Linked DNA regions of Macaca mulatta: region 1 is linked to region 2. A link is a contact called in public Hi-C data. All regions are on one chromosome and are shown on one strand. The core of a region is the stretch at or near the end of the contact, and the rest is flanking DNA. Distances in the headings are between cores, read along the strand shown.

Region 1 (6,323 bases), core at 3,311-5,810, 160 kb after region 2:
GTCTGCTGCTCCTCTCGTGGTGATAATCAAAGAGCTAACATTTTTTTTGACACGATAGGTTGATTTTTCAATATTTTACTGATATTTAGCTATTACATAGAATTATTTGTTGATACAGGCATTTGCATTCTTCACAGTTTAGAGGATATTCTTATTTCTCCTCTTTGAATCTTTGGGCAAGTGTTCTCCATGGGAAATAAAATACTTTGGGTCTCTCCTGATTTAAACATTTGTATGTGTTTGTGTGTTTAATCATTCTAAGTAAGTCTCCAAGCTAAGCTGGGCATACACATAGAGCCTTAAGTCCAGAGACCTAAGTAAAGGCTACCATCAGAGTATGTGGCTGAAAGTCAGCCAGCAAATATTTGTTGAGCACTTACTCTGCCAGGACCTGTGCTAGGTACTGGGCAATAGAGAGATGAAAGAGAACTCCAGGAACTCACAGCCAGCATGTGAACAGGATTGCTGAACAACACAGGAGCTGTTACAGACATGCAAAGGGCTCCAGGTACATTATCGTTGCCGAGGTGTTTTCAAGGACACAGGTACCACATCTAGTGGCATATATTAGAGAATTGATAGACTTGTGTTCTTAGTATCCTGGACCCTTGAGGAAACCCTCTTTGTTTCATGTGAGTGACACTGGGGCCATCAAGAAACAAAGGGGAGGGACATGACCTCCCATGGACTGGTTCTGCATCAGGACTGACTTCTCAAGACCACTGCTCACAGGAGCCTCTGTCAAGGTCTTGAGACTGTTAAAGGGCTGGGTGAGCCAGATCAGTATAGTCCTTAGGAAACTAAACCTGTGGATAGCATCCAGTTAGATGGGTCATTCAGTTGGTGAGCTGTTTAGCCACAGTACAGTGGAGAATTTGAAGAAAAAAAAAATGGCTGGGAAATACTATAATATCCCAGCTAAAAGGTTCAGAGCAGGAAGAAGGTGTTAGCCCTAGGGGAGGGAGTGGCATTCCTTAAGGACTCCACTAGGTGCTTTTTTGTTACAGCAAACTCAGCTGCTACTCTCAAGGACCCAGTGAGGCTGGTGGTCATGTACATTTTACAAAAGAGACTAGACACAGGTGAGGAGACTAGCCCCAGACCTACCTTATATGATTACAGAACTCCAAACTCAGTTGGCTTGCTCCACTACAGAAATAATTCGTATTCATCTATTTGGGATCTATTCATCTATTAGGCCAAGTCGCAGCCAGTATTTGGAAGGACGTCTCTGTAGCGGGGGATAAAGGCCTTAGAATCTGAAAACCAAAAAGAAAGCCAAAACCTAGCAGATAAACAAAAGCTAGTCTCAGGATCAGTGGGTAAAGGTGATAGGGGAAGCAAAACAGAGTTGAGAGGAAGCAGTAATTGGGTGTAATGATCACCAGACTGCATATCTGTTCCTCGAAGATGGCCTCTAGCTTAAGGTTTAGGATTGGGTCTCCTTATTGGAAGGAAGTATATTGGAGGGTAGAGAAAAAAGGGAGCTTATGTTTTTTTCCTTAACTGCAGCATAGAGATGCAACTGGGGACTGTTGATTGCATACGTTGAATATCCAACAAGAAGCATGATGTGAAAGGATCCTAAGGGCATATGCGCAAGTCTGCCAACTGCTGCTGGCTTTGGGGCTTCTCTGCTGTCCTAAATAGGGAGCTTCTATGTGAGTATCCAAAACACTGGAGTGACCTGAAGAAAGTAAACCTCAGTTTCTTCACAAGGTTTTAACCTTAAAATATTACCAGGAATAAACTTTATAGAATAACTTAATAACTAATAATAGAAAATGTATACAAGGCCTAGGATAAAGAAAACTTTGAAAGTACTGTGAAGGACACAGAAGGAAACTGAAATAAATTGAAAGATACACCAAGTTCTTAAACAGGAGCAGTGACATAAAACTAACAGTGCTAAGTTAAATTAAAAATAAAATGTTGCTAAAAAGTGTAATGTCATCCTAAGAAAACATACCAAGAGGTTATAAAAAAGTTTACGCAGGGATAAAATCGCTGGAAGATGCTGGTAGGCAGTGGGGGTGAGGGGGCAGTGATGCGGGGGACAAGGGAAAGAGGTATTTAATCCTAGCAGATATTAAAAGTCATTATAAAACCATAGTAGTTAAAACTCATTTTGATGCATGAATAGGCCAGTCAAGCAGAATAGAAGGTCTAAAAGTAGACTCAAATATACACGACAATTTAGTATGGCAAATGTGGCATCCAGAACCAGTGAGAAAAAGGTAGACTCTTCATTAAATAGTATTGGAATAACTGAGTAACCTCCCGAAAAAGTAAAATTGGGTGTATATCTCACACCATAAGCCAACATATATTTCAAAATAGATAAAGATCTAAGTGTAAAAAAAAAAAAGTCACAAAAAACCACCCATAAAAACACTATAAGGAAATGTGGGCAATTCCTTTAAATCCCTGTAAGTGGAGAAGGCTTTTCCAACTTGGACCCTGAATCCAGGAATCATAAATGAAGATTGATAAATTCAGTGTAAAACAAGATTAACAAAATGTTTAATACCAAAACACCATAAGCCAAATCAAAATTCTATAGACTTTTTAAGGCTGTAGATGTCTTAAAAAAAAAAAATGAAAATAGAAAAGCTTTGAAACTCATCTCTAAGGACTAATCCTCCTAATATATGGAGTTCCTGGGAACGGATATGAAAACCAACAACCCAATAGAACAAGGAGCAGACAACAGAATAAATACAAATAGCTCTGAAGCATAGGTAGAGTTTCTCAGCCTCCTTCATGGTCAGATAAGTGCAAACTAAAGAAGCCCTTTTCACCTAATCAGATCGGCAAAACTTCCAATGTTTGTTAACCTATCATGTTGACGAGGCCACGGGAAACGGGCATTTATGCCATGTTGCTGGAGGGAGTTTGGATTGACATAATCCCTAGGAAGAGCAATTTGGTAATACGTCAGAATTTTTAAATGCATATATCCTTTGACCTAGCAACTCCATTTGCTGTGGGCAAGTCATTATTCCTCTCTGCCCCGTTTTTATCTCACAGAGTTGTGAGACTTAAGCGAGACACACATGAAGCACTTAGTACAAAGTTCCTGGCACATAGGAAGTGCTCCCAAAATGTTGGCTAGTAGTAGAATAACAGCAGCTAACGGGCACTGAGATCTTACCATATGCCACATTAGCACACTGTGCTTGGTGCTTTTCATGTATTATCTCATTTAATTATCCAATCTGTGAAGTAGGTGCTATTGATTATCACCAGTTAGCCTCTGAGGAGACTGAAGCACAGGCATGCAGTGCTGTGGACAGGATTTGAGCCCAGGCAGATGCCAAGCCTGGGATACACTGCCTCTCTATTAGGTGCAGTGGGGTGATGAATACCTTACGAGAGGGTGTGTAGAGGCCTGTAGGAACACAGACAAGCACAGAGCCCTGCTTACAACAGGTGGGAGCCATATTGATTTTTTGGGGAAAAGATGGCTTTCAGTAGAGGCTGTGCCACTTTCAAGATAGGTAATCTTGCGACAGGGTTGATTGGTGGTTATTTTAATCTACTTTCAGCTCATCTCCTGAAGTGTGATACTAGTGTAGTGCAATTTCAAGGGTGGTTGTGAGGATTAAGAGAGATGAACATTCAGGTCCTAAGCATTTAGGTCCTCACAATCTATTCTTGCTGAAGTGACCTGAACAAAAGCAGATGGAGTGGGGTCGAGTCGGGGAAAAGCTTTCCAGGGAGAGGGAACACCACATTCTAAGGCTACACATCCAGAAAGAGCTTGAGCAATCCAGGAAGGGCGCAGGGTGGGGTGGCTGATGACCTTGAGGACCAGCTAAGAAACTTGGATTATTTACTAACAAAAATAAAAGAGCCACCATTTGTTGAGGGTTTCCTCTGACATTTCCATCAAAACTACGTAAATCCATCAAAACTACGTAAATCCATCAAAACTACCCCAGCAAGGTAGATTTAATAAATCCAGTTGTATACAAAAGGGAACCACCAGAAGCCATAGAAGGGCTGCATACAGGGAGGCGACTTGATCAATTTCGTGTTTTACAAAGATCCCTCAGATCATGTGTTGGAGTGATAGGAAGTACTCTACTGACTCTACTGAACTCCATACTTTAAAAAATACATAACATTTATCATTTTCTCTTTTACTCCACAATTTATACTCACTGTAGAAAATATTAAAAATATAAGAAAGTTTGAAGAAACAAAAAATTGTCACTTGTACTTTCCAGAGACATCTCAATTGATACTTTTCTTCCAGTCTTTTTTTTCTATGCAAAAAATACATAGTTATTAGAATGCCTGACAGAAGGAAGATGGAAAGAGACCACTGTGAAGCATTATTGATATTCCCTCTTCTCTTCCTCTCCATGGTATTAAGGCCATACCAAGAGGAGAGGCTGATTTCCCTACACGTGTCAGGGAAAGTCCCAACTCTGCGGCAGGGACCCAAGCTTGCCATTTTCGCCGGTCTCTAGGGGGCGCTGCCCCGAGACTGGGCGGGGAGGGCGAGAAGGCGGTGCGAAAACGCGTTTGAACTTGGGCCCTGCCGCCGCCCGTAACCGGCGTCCCCAACATGGCGGCTCCCCAAGATGTCCACGTCCGGATCTGTAACCAAGAGATTGTCAAATTTGACCTGGAGGTGAAGGCGCTTATTCAGGTACTGATCCCGGGACCCCTGCCAGGCTCCAGCAGCCCTAACCCAAGCTCTGCTGGTCTGTGAGCTCGGTAGTGTCACTCCCGAACTTTCCCCACTTGGTTTCCCAGGCCACCGGCTCCGCCCCATGACCGGCTACCCGCCCTGGTCCCCATTTGGTTGTGTCCCCGTGACTGCTGGCCTTGATCCTTTTTCCGGGTGCCGCCGGATCGCCCATCTCCAGAGCACCCAACTGTTCTCCGCCCCTGACCCAGCTACTGCTTCGAGGCTCGGCTTTGCCACTTCCACTTGCAGTCCTGGTCGTCGCTCCGCCCCTGACCTCCTCACAACCTACCTGCCACCCTGCTTGGCCCCGCCCTCTGACGCTGCTTCCCCATTCTCTGGTAGCGCCCGGTAGGCAGCTAGCCCCGCCCCCTGCTGGCCAGCTCCCCTGGCATCCAAGGGCACCTGGCTCGGGAGGCACCAGGTGAAACGAATGTAACCTGGACCGTAGTTGTGATTTTATGCTTGAGGAAATCGAATACGGCGCCAAGGCCTAGGTTAGAAGGCAGGCCTGGGTCAATGGCAAAACTGGGACCTGGACTGGGAAAGTCAACCTAGGAATAACACCTTAGAGTGTTACCCCGTTTGAACAGAGAGGAAATGAGGTGTTTTCGCCTTAAGCCATTTAAGGGTAGAGGTAAAATAAACGAGTTGACGTAGACAAGAATTAGGAATGTAGACACGGTTCCATGAGTTTAGCAAAAAGAAACCAAGAGTTTTAAACCTTGTTTTTTTGTTTTGTTTTGTTTTGTTTTTTGTTTTTGTTTGTTTTTGAGACGGAGTCTCGCTCTGTCGCTCAGGCTGGAGCGCAGTGGCGCGATCTACTCACTGCAAGCTCTGCCTCCCGGCTTCATGGCATTCTCCTGCCTCAGCCTCCCGAGTAGCTGGGACTACAGGGGCCCGCCACCACGCCCAGCTCATTTTTGTATTTTGTTTAGTAGAGACGGGGTTTCGCCGTGTTAGCCAGGATGGTCTTGATCTCCTGACTTCGTGATTTGCCCGCCTCGGCCTCCCAAAGTGCTGGGATTACAGGTGTGAACCACTGCGCCCGGCCTAAACCTTGGTTTTTAAAGCAAATCATTTTCAACAAAGTCACTAAACATTAGATGTAGACTCAGAGTTTGTAACGAGGGGTGGCAAAAAGTGCAGGAAAGTAGGGCTCCCCAGATAAACCAGATGCAGAATAAACCAAATTAGATGCAGAATAAACAAATATGGTGCAAAGAAGTGTGATTAAATTAATAACCAGAGAAAAAGTGAAATTTGATGCAGATATTTAAAACTTCTCGAACTTCACTTCTCTGATGTATACATTACAAAACTTCTGGGCCAGTTATAGAAAAATAAACTTAGGTTTCATACAAATGAAATCACATTTTCACATAATCTAAATTGCTTAGGCACCCTTCTGTACTCTTTCTAACATTTGGGTTCTTGTGATTGCTGATGAGAAAGATTGATTATAGCTGGATGTAGTGCACCCTTACTGTGTTCCAGCAGCTCTGCTAAGTGCTTTACATACACACATAATCTATGATGTTCTCTGAGGTAAGTAGGGTTGTGATGAGGAAACTGAGACACAGAGAATTTAAATAACTTTCCAGGTAACTTTACACAGCTAATA
Region 2 (6,149 bases), core at 1,095-3,594:
AGTAGAAATGAACTTCTTTCTCTAATTTTGTTCTGACTGACCTCACCCTTCTTAGCTACTCAATTCAATTGCACAATTATTTACTGAGCACATTCTATGTATAAAGTCCTCCCAGAAACAAAGATCAGTGAAACAGTGCCTATTCTCAAGGAGTTGGCCCTCTAGTAGAGCGTTGGTCAAGATACATATACAACAAGGCCAAAGAGATGCACTAGCAGGATGAAATAGGTCTTGGAGAAGGTGGTGCTTGGACTAGAACTTAAGGACCATAGGATTTCTGCTGGGGCTAAGTTTTGGGGAAGCATTATGAGCACAAAGGAGACAAATTAGTTTCCTACATTGCTGATCAGGTTAGAGGCTTAGAATCATGTCTGAAAAGTTGGTGCAGATGTTGAAGATTATTGGTCCAGTTTCCCATTTAATAACAGGAATCCATTCTACTTGATGAAAGAAATCAGGAGGTAACGCAATATGGCTATTGCAAGGAAACCATGGTCCCTGGTAAAGCACATTGCATTTATAGACCTGCTTTCTATCTTGCTTTCATCTGTAAGCTTTATCATCAAGCTCCTCAACCTCTCTGAGAACTGGCTTCCTTGTCTATTCCAAGCTTGGCGCATACTATAACTAACATGTGAAAATTCTCAGCAAGTGTTATAAGCCCTGTTTATCAGCTCAGCACGGTGGCTTATGCCAGTAATTGCAGCACTTTGGGAGGCTGAGGTGAAGGATCTCTTCAGGCCAGGAGTTTAAGACCTGCCGGGGCAACATAGCGAGGCTCTCTCTCTACAAAAAATTTTTAAAATTAGCCAGGTGTGGTGGTGCACACCTGTAGTCCCAGCTCCTCAGGAGGCTGAGGCAGAAGGATGGCTTGAGCCCAGGAGTTCCAGGCTGCAGTGAGCTATGGAGCACCACTGCACTTCAGCCTGGGTGACAGAGCAGGGCCCTGTCTCAAAAAAAAAAAAAAAAAAACAAAAGCAAACAAAACTGTTTTACTTTTTTGTTTTGTTTTTTTGAGGCAGAGTCTCACTCTGTTGCCCAGGCTGGAGTGCAGTGGTACAATCTCAGCTCACTGTAACCTCTGCCTCCCAGGGGTTCAAGCGATTCTCGTTCCTCAGCCTCCTGAGTGGCTGGGACTGCAGGTGCATACCTGGCCAATTTTTGTATTTTTAGTAGAGATGGGATTTCACCATGTTGCCCAGGCTGGTCTCGAACTACTGACCTCAGGTGATCTGCCCGCCTCATCCTCCTGAAGTGCTGGCATTACAGGTGTGAGCCACCACGAATGACCTGTTTTTCTTCTTACTATTCTGGCTAATTTCTACTTGTCTTTCAAGGCTCAGCGAGGACTAGTTGGGTGGAAAGCCTTGCAGGGTCGTCCACTTACTTTCACACGCATTGAGTGGCCTGTTTGCAAGGCCATCTGCTCCCCAGAATGTGAACTCCCTCAGGGGTGCCTGATTGACTTCTGTAACTCCAGAACCTGGCACAATGCACAAGATAAACAGTGGTGCACTAGTTAAGAGCTCTGGCCTTGAAAATCAGATCATCAGGGGTTGAATCCTGGCCTTGCCACTTACTATGTGACTTTGGGCAAGATCCTTAGTCTCCTCCCTGGGCCTCAGTTTCTTCAACTGCAAAGTGGGAATAATAATTACAATTACCTCATAGGCTGAAGTAAGGAGTTCAACACAGGTTCATGCACTTTCTTTTTTTCTTTTGAGACAGAGTCTTGCTCTGTCACCCAGGCTGGAGTGCAGTGGCAGGATCTCAGCTCTCTGCAACCTCCACTTCCCGAGGGTTCAAGCGATTCTCCTGCCTCAGCCTCCTGAGTACTGGGACCACAGGCGTGCGCCACCACACCCGGCTAATTTTTGTATTTTAGTAGACAGGGTTACACCATGTTGGCCAGGCTGGTCTCGAACTCCTGACCTCAAGTGATCCGCCTGCCTCAACCTCCCAAAGTGCTGGGATTACAGGCGTGAGCCCCCGCCCCCGGCCTTGGGTTCATGAACTTAAAGATCATGACCCAATGCCAGGCACACGGGAATTCAGAATAGTAATACAGAACTATTGTTAAGTTCTCTATGTCTGTTGCATAAGTAGACGAGGCTGTAAATAACTACACTCTTTGTCTAAAAGGGCCAAGTTCGCATCAGAACACTTTCCTGAGCCCGTGGTGACCGAACCCCTGGCTCTGGGGTGAGCGACATGCCTCTAAGGAGCTGCAGCCAGGAGACAGCCAGGCGAAGGCGGGGCTCTGCCTCCGGGCTCCTCGAGGGGCGGAGGCCGGCGCGCAGGTCACGTAGGGGCGCGGGAGGCGGGGCCTGCGCACGCTGGTCACGTGGTCAGCTATTGACACTTCCTGGTGGGATCCGAGTGAGGCGGCGGGGTAGGGGCAGGCGCTCAGGCGGTGACCATGGCGTATCAAGGCCTCACGGTGCCTCTCATTGTGATGAGCGTGTTCTGGGGCTTCGTCGGCTTCTTGGTGCCTTGGTTCATCCCTAAGGGTCCTAACCGGGGGTAAGTGCACGAGGCCCGCCTTGGGAGGAACGCGCGGTGAGGAGCGAGCAGGCCGGGGCGGGGGAAAGCACGATCCCCACACGGGTCAGAGAACGTTGCATGGGCGCCCCCCGCGCTGCAGAGTCAGGCCCTCGCCCCGGCGGAACTCTTTGTGTTCCTTTTCGCAGCAGCTTCAGTGTCCTCCGGCCTGAGCGAGTGGAGGGTGACCTTTGGTGGACCTTCCTTGGAAACGAGTTTCAGGGGAATTTTTTTCTCATCATAGTCCTGTGTGGGGAGGTGCAGTCGGAAATGAGCAGGCCGAATCTGGGAGACACTGGGGCTTGTCCCCAGTCGACTCTTCCCCCTTTAGCCCTGCCTTCCACCCACATGAGGCCTCGTTTGCCTGAACTTAAGGATCAAATAAATAAAACAGAAATTGCCCCCCTGCCTCCCATGCTGTTGCGTACAGAACAAGCTCGTTGGACGACATTGAGCCCAGGCTTGCATCTAGTGGGCTCCAGGAGGCGGTTGGGGCCTGATCTAAAGCGAGATTAATTACCAAAGAGCAGGAGGTATTGTTGAGAAAGCTGCGTCATACCTTTTGGAGGGCGCTCCGGCCCTTGTATGTGAGTGTGAGAAATCCTTAGAATGATTGGCTAGGAAAGATTTTTTTTTTTTTTCAGACTTCTTTGTTGGATAGAGCTTTGTCTATTTTGGAATTAAACTTTTTAACCGTAGTATAAAATGAGCCTTAATCTTCAAAGGAGCCTTGGAACGCCCTCTTTCTGGTTCCTCTTTTGCTTTTTAGTCATTTTTTTCTCAGTTCAAGATGATGAGAGGTGAAACTTCGACTGAAGTCAGTTTGTCAGAAACACCATCTCTTGCTTTATTCCTTCAACTTAATTGGTGGCTTCATAGTGCCTGGTTTTCACAGTACCTTGTATGCACAGGAGGCACCCAGTAAATACCTGTTGAGTGGATAGTTCTACTGTCTTTATTAAAAGAAAAAGATTTGTGGCCGGGCGCGGTGGCTCACGCCTGTAGTCCTAGCACTTTGGGAGGCCGAGGCGGGCGGATCACCAGGTCAGGAGATCGAGACCAGTCTGGCTAAGATGGTGAAACCCCGTCTCTACTAAAAATACAAAAAATTAGCCGGGCGTGGTGGCGGGCGCCTGTAGTCCCAGCTACTTGGGAGGCTGAGGCCAGAGAATGGCGTGAACCCGGGAGGCGGAGCTTGCAGTGAGCAGAGATCACTGCACTGCACTCCAGCCTGGGTGACAGCAAGACTCCGTCTCAAAAAAAGAAAAAGAAAAAGATTTTTATTACTTCCCTAGTATTTTGTGACCTTAACCCCTTTTGCTACCTGGAATACATTTGCTTTATTAGTTTAAAATTATATTTTTTTTAAGAAAAGAAACATGGTAGGTGAATTTTTATCGTTTTTAAGTATCAAGTTCCTCCTCCCTGGTAACACCACCTATATGGGATCATCTCCCCTACCTATAGAGGTTGATGAACAGAGTCAGAATTCTGGCATTATTAAAGCAATTGTATTAACCAAATTTAATTAGACTTGTTTTTGCTACTGGAGTTAGAGAACAACAAAGTGCTGCTTTGATAGCAGTGACAATTCCTTTCTTAAAGAGCACTCTCTCGCCTTCCTTTGGATGTCATTGCCATTATCCAGGGTAATGAAATCCATCCTATTTCCACTCAGTTTCTAGCCCTAGTGAGTGTCATGATTCAGGTATTTGACCAGCTAGTGATATATAGACATGTGTCACTTAACAAAAGGGATACGTTTGAGAAATGTGTTAGTAGGGCTTTTGTGTGAACATCAAAGAGTTTACTTATGCAAACAGATGGTACAGCCTACTACGCACCTAGGCTATATGGTAGAACCTGTTGCTTCTAGGCTTCACACCTGTACAGCATGTTACTGTCCTTAAATACTGTATAGGCAAATGTAACACAATGATATGGAGCTTGCAGGACTGGAAGTTGCTGTGGGTGAGTCAGTGACTGGTGAGTGAATGTGAAGAACCAGGACATTGCTGTACACTGTGATGGACTTTGGAAACACTGTACACTTAGGCTACATGAAATTTCTGAAAACATGTTTTTCTTTCTTCAAAAATAAATTAACCTTAGCTTCCTGTAACTTTTTTACTTAAACTTTCGAATTCTTTTTAACTTTTCGACTCTTTTGTACTAACTTGGCTTAAAACACAAGCAAGGCTGGGCAGGGTGGCTCACACTTATCATATGCAGCACTTTGGGAAGCCAGACAAGAGGATTGCTTGAGGCCCGCCTGGGCAACATAGCGAGACCCTATCTCTCAAAAAAATTTTTTTAAATTAGTTGGACATGGTGTTGCACACCTGTGGTCCTAGCTATTGGGGAGGCCGAGTGAGGAGGAGTGTTTGAGATCAGGAGTTCCAGGATGCAGTATGATCACACTATTGTACTCCAGCCTGGGCAACAGTGAGACCCTGTCTCTTCAAAAACGAAACAAGACCAGTGGCAGAGTCTGGGGAAGAGGCTGCAGGCACCATGTCCACCTTCATAGATGGCAGGAAGAAGCCCCTGAAACAGCCCAAGAAGCATTTTGAGACAGAGTCTCACTCTGTTGCCAGGCTGGAGTGCAGTGGCATGATATCGGCTCACTGCAACCTCCGCCTCCCGGGTTCAAGCAATTCTCCTGCCTCAGCCTCCCGAGTAGCTGGGTTTACAGGCGCGCACCACCATGCCCAACTAATTTTTGTATTTTTAGTAGAGACGGGGTTTCACCATGTTGGCCAGGATGGTCTGGATCTCTTGACCTCCCAAAGTGTTGGGATTACAGGCATGAGCCACCACTCCCGGCTGGAAGATACGTTTTTTAAACAAAAAGAGGAGCAGAAGAAACTGGAGGAGCCGAAAGTGAAGGCCATGGGGAAGGGGCCCCTGGTCATAGGCGGAATTAAGAAATCTGGGAAAAAATAAACTGTTCCATGTGCCTGAAGTGATCGATGGTGACCCTTGATTCTATTTGTATTTAAACATCTGGATTCCCAGCTATAACTTTTTTTTTTTTTTTTTGAGGCGGACACTCACTCTGTTGTCCAGGCTGGAGTGCAGTGGCACGATCTTGGCTCACGGCAACCTCTGCCTGCCGGATTCAAGCAATTCTCCTGCCTCAGCCTCCCGAGTAGCTGGGATTACAGGTGCCCACCACCATGCCTGGCTAATTTTTGTGGTTTTGGTAGAGAAGGGGTTTCACCATGTTGGCCAGGCTGGTCTCAAACTCCTGACCTCAGGTGATCCACCTGCCTCAGCCTCCCAAAATGCTGGGACTACAGGTGTGAGCTGCCACACCCGGCCCCCTGCCATAACATCTTTGCCACCTATACTTAGAATAAAGTGTTATCTTGGAGCCTGTTGTACATTGTAAAAAGAGTAAACTTTTGAAAACAACACACAGACACATTGTACAGCTGTATAATTTTTTTTTTTTTTTAAGAGACCGAGAGTCTCACTTTGTCACCCAGGCTGGAGTGCAGTGGCTCCATCATAGCTCACTGCAGCCTTAAACTCCAAGGCTCAAGGGATCCGTCCACCTCAGCCTCCCCACTAGCTAGTACTACAGGCATGCACCACTACACTCA

What was found. A called contact is a pair of places that touch in the nucleus more often than the background predicts.
Region 1: a Hi-C map of cortical neurons shows a contact between it and region 2, with 3 times the contacts expected there. The contact joins the promoter of BNIP1 here to the promoter of ATP6V0E1 in region 2. A contact is called at or near these places in 3 of 14 Hi-C or Micro-C datasets (CD4 T cells, cortical neurons and liver).

Annotation. Positions count from the first base shown.
Region 1 is chr6:182,022,542-182,028,864 of T2T-MMU8v2.0, forward strand. BNIP1 (BCL2 interacting protein 1) reads left to right here and starts at 4,561. Exons shown (of 6, transcript XM_001096579.5): 1 at 4,561-4,660. The coding sequence starts at 4,577.
Region 2 is chr6:181,864,791-181,870,939 of T2T-MMU8v2.0, forward strand. It overlaps ATP6V0E1 (ATPase H+ transporting V0 subunit e1), which reads left to right and starts at 2,345. Exons shown (of 4, transcript NM_001261126.1): 1 at 2,345-2,523. The coding sequence starts at 2,420.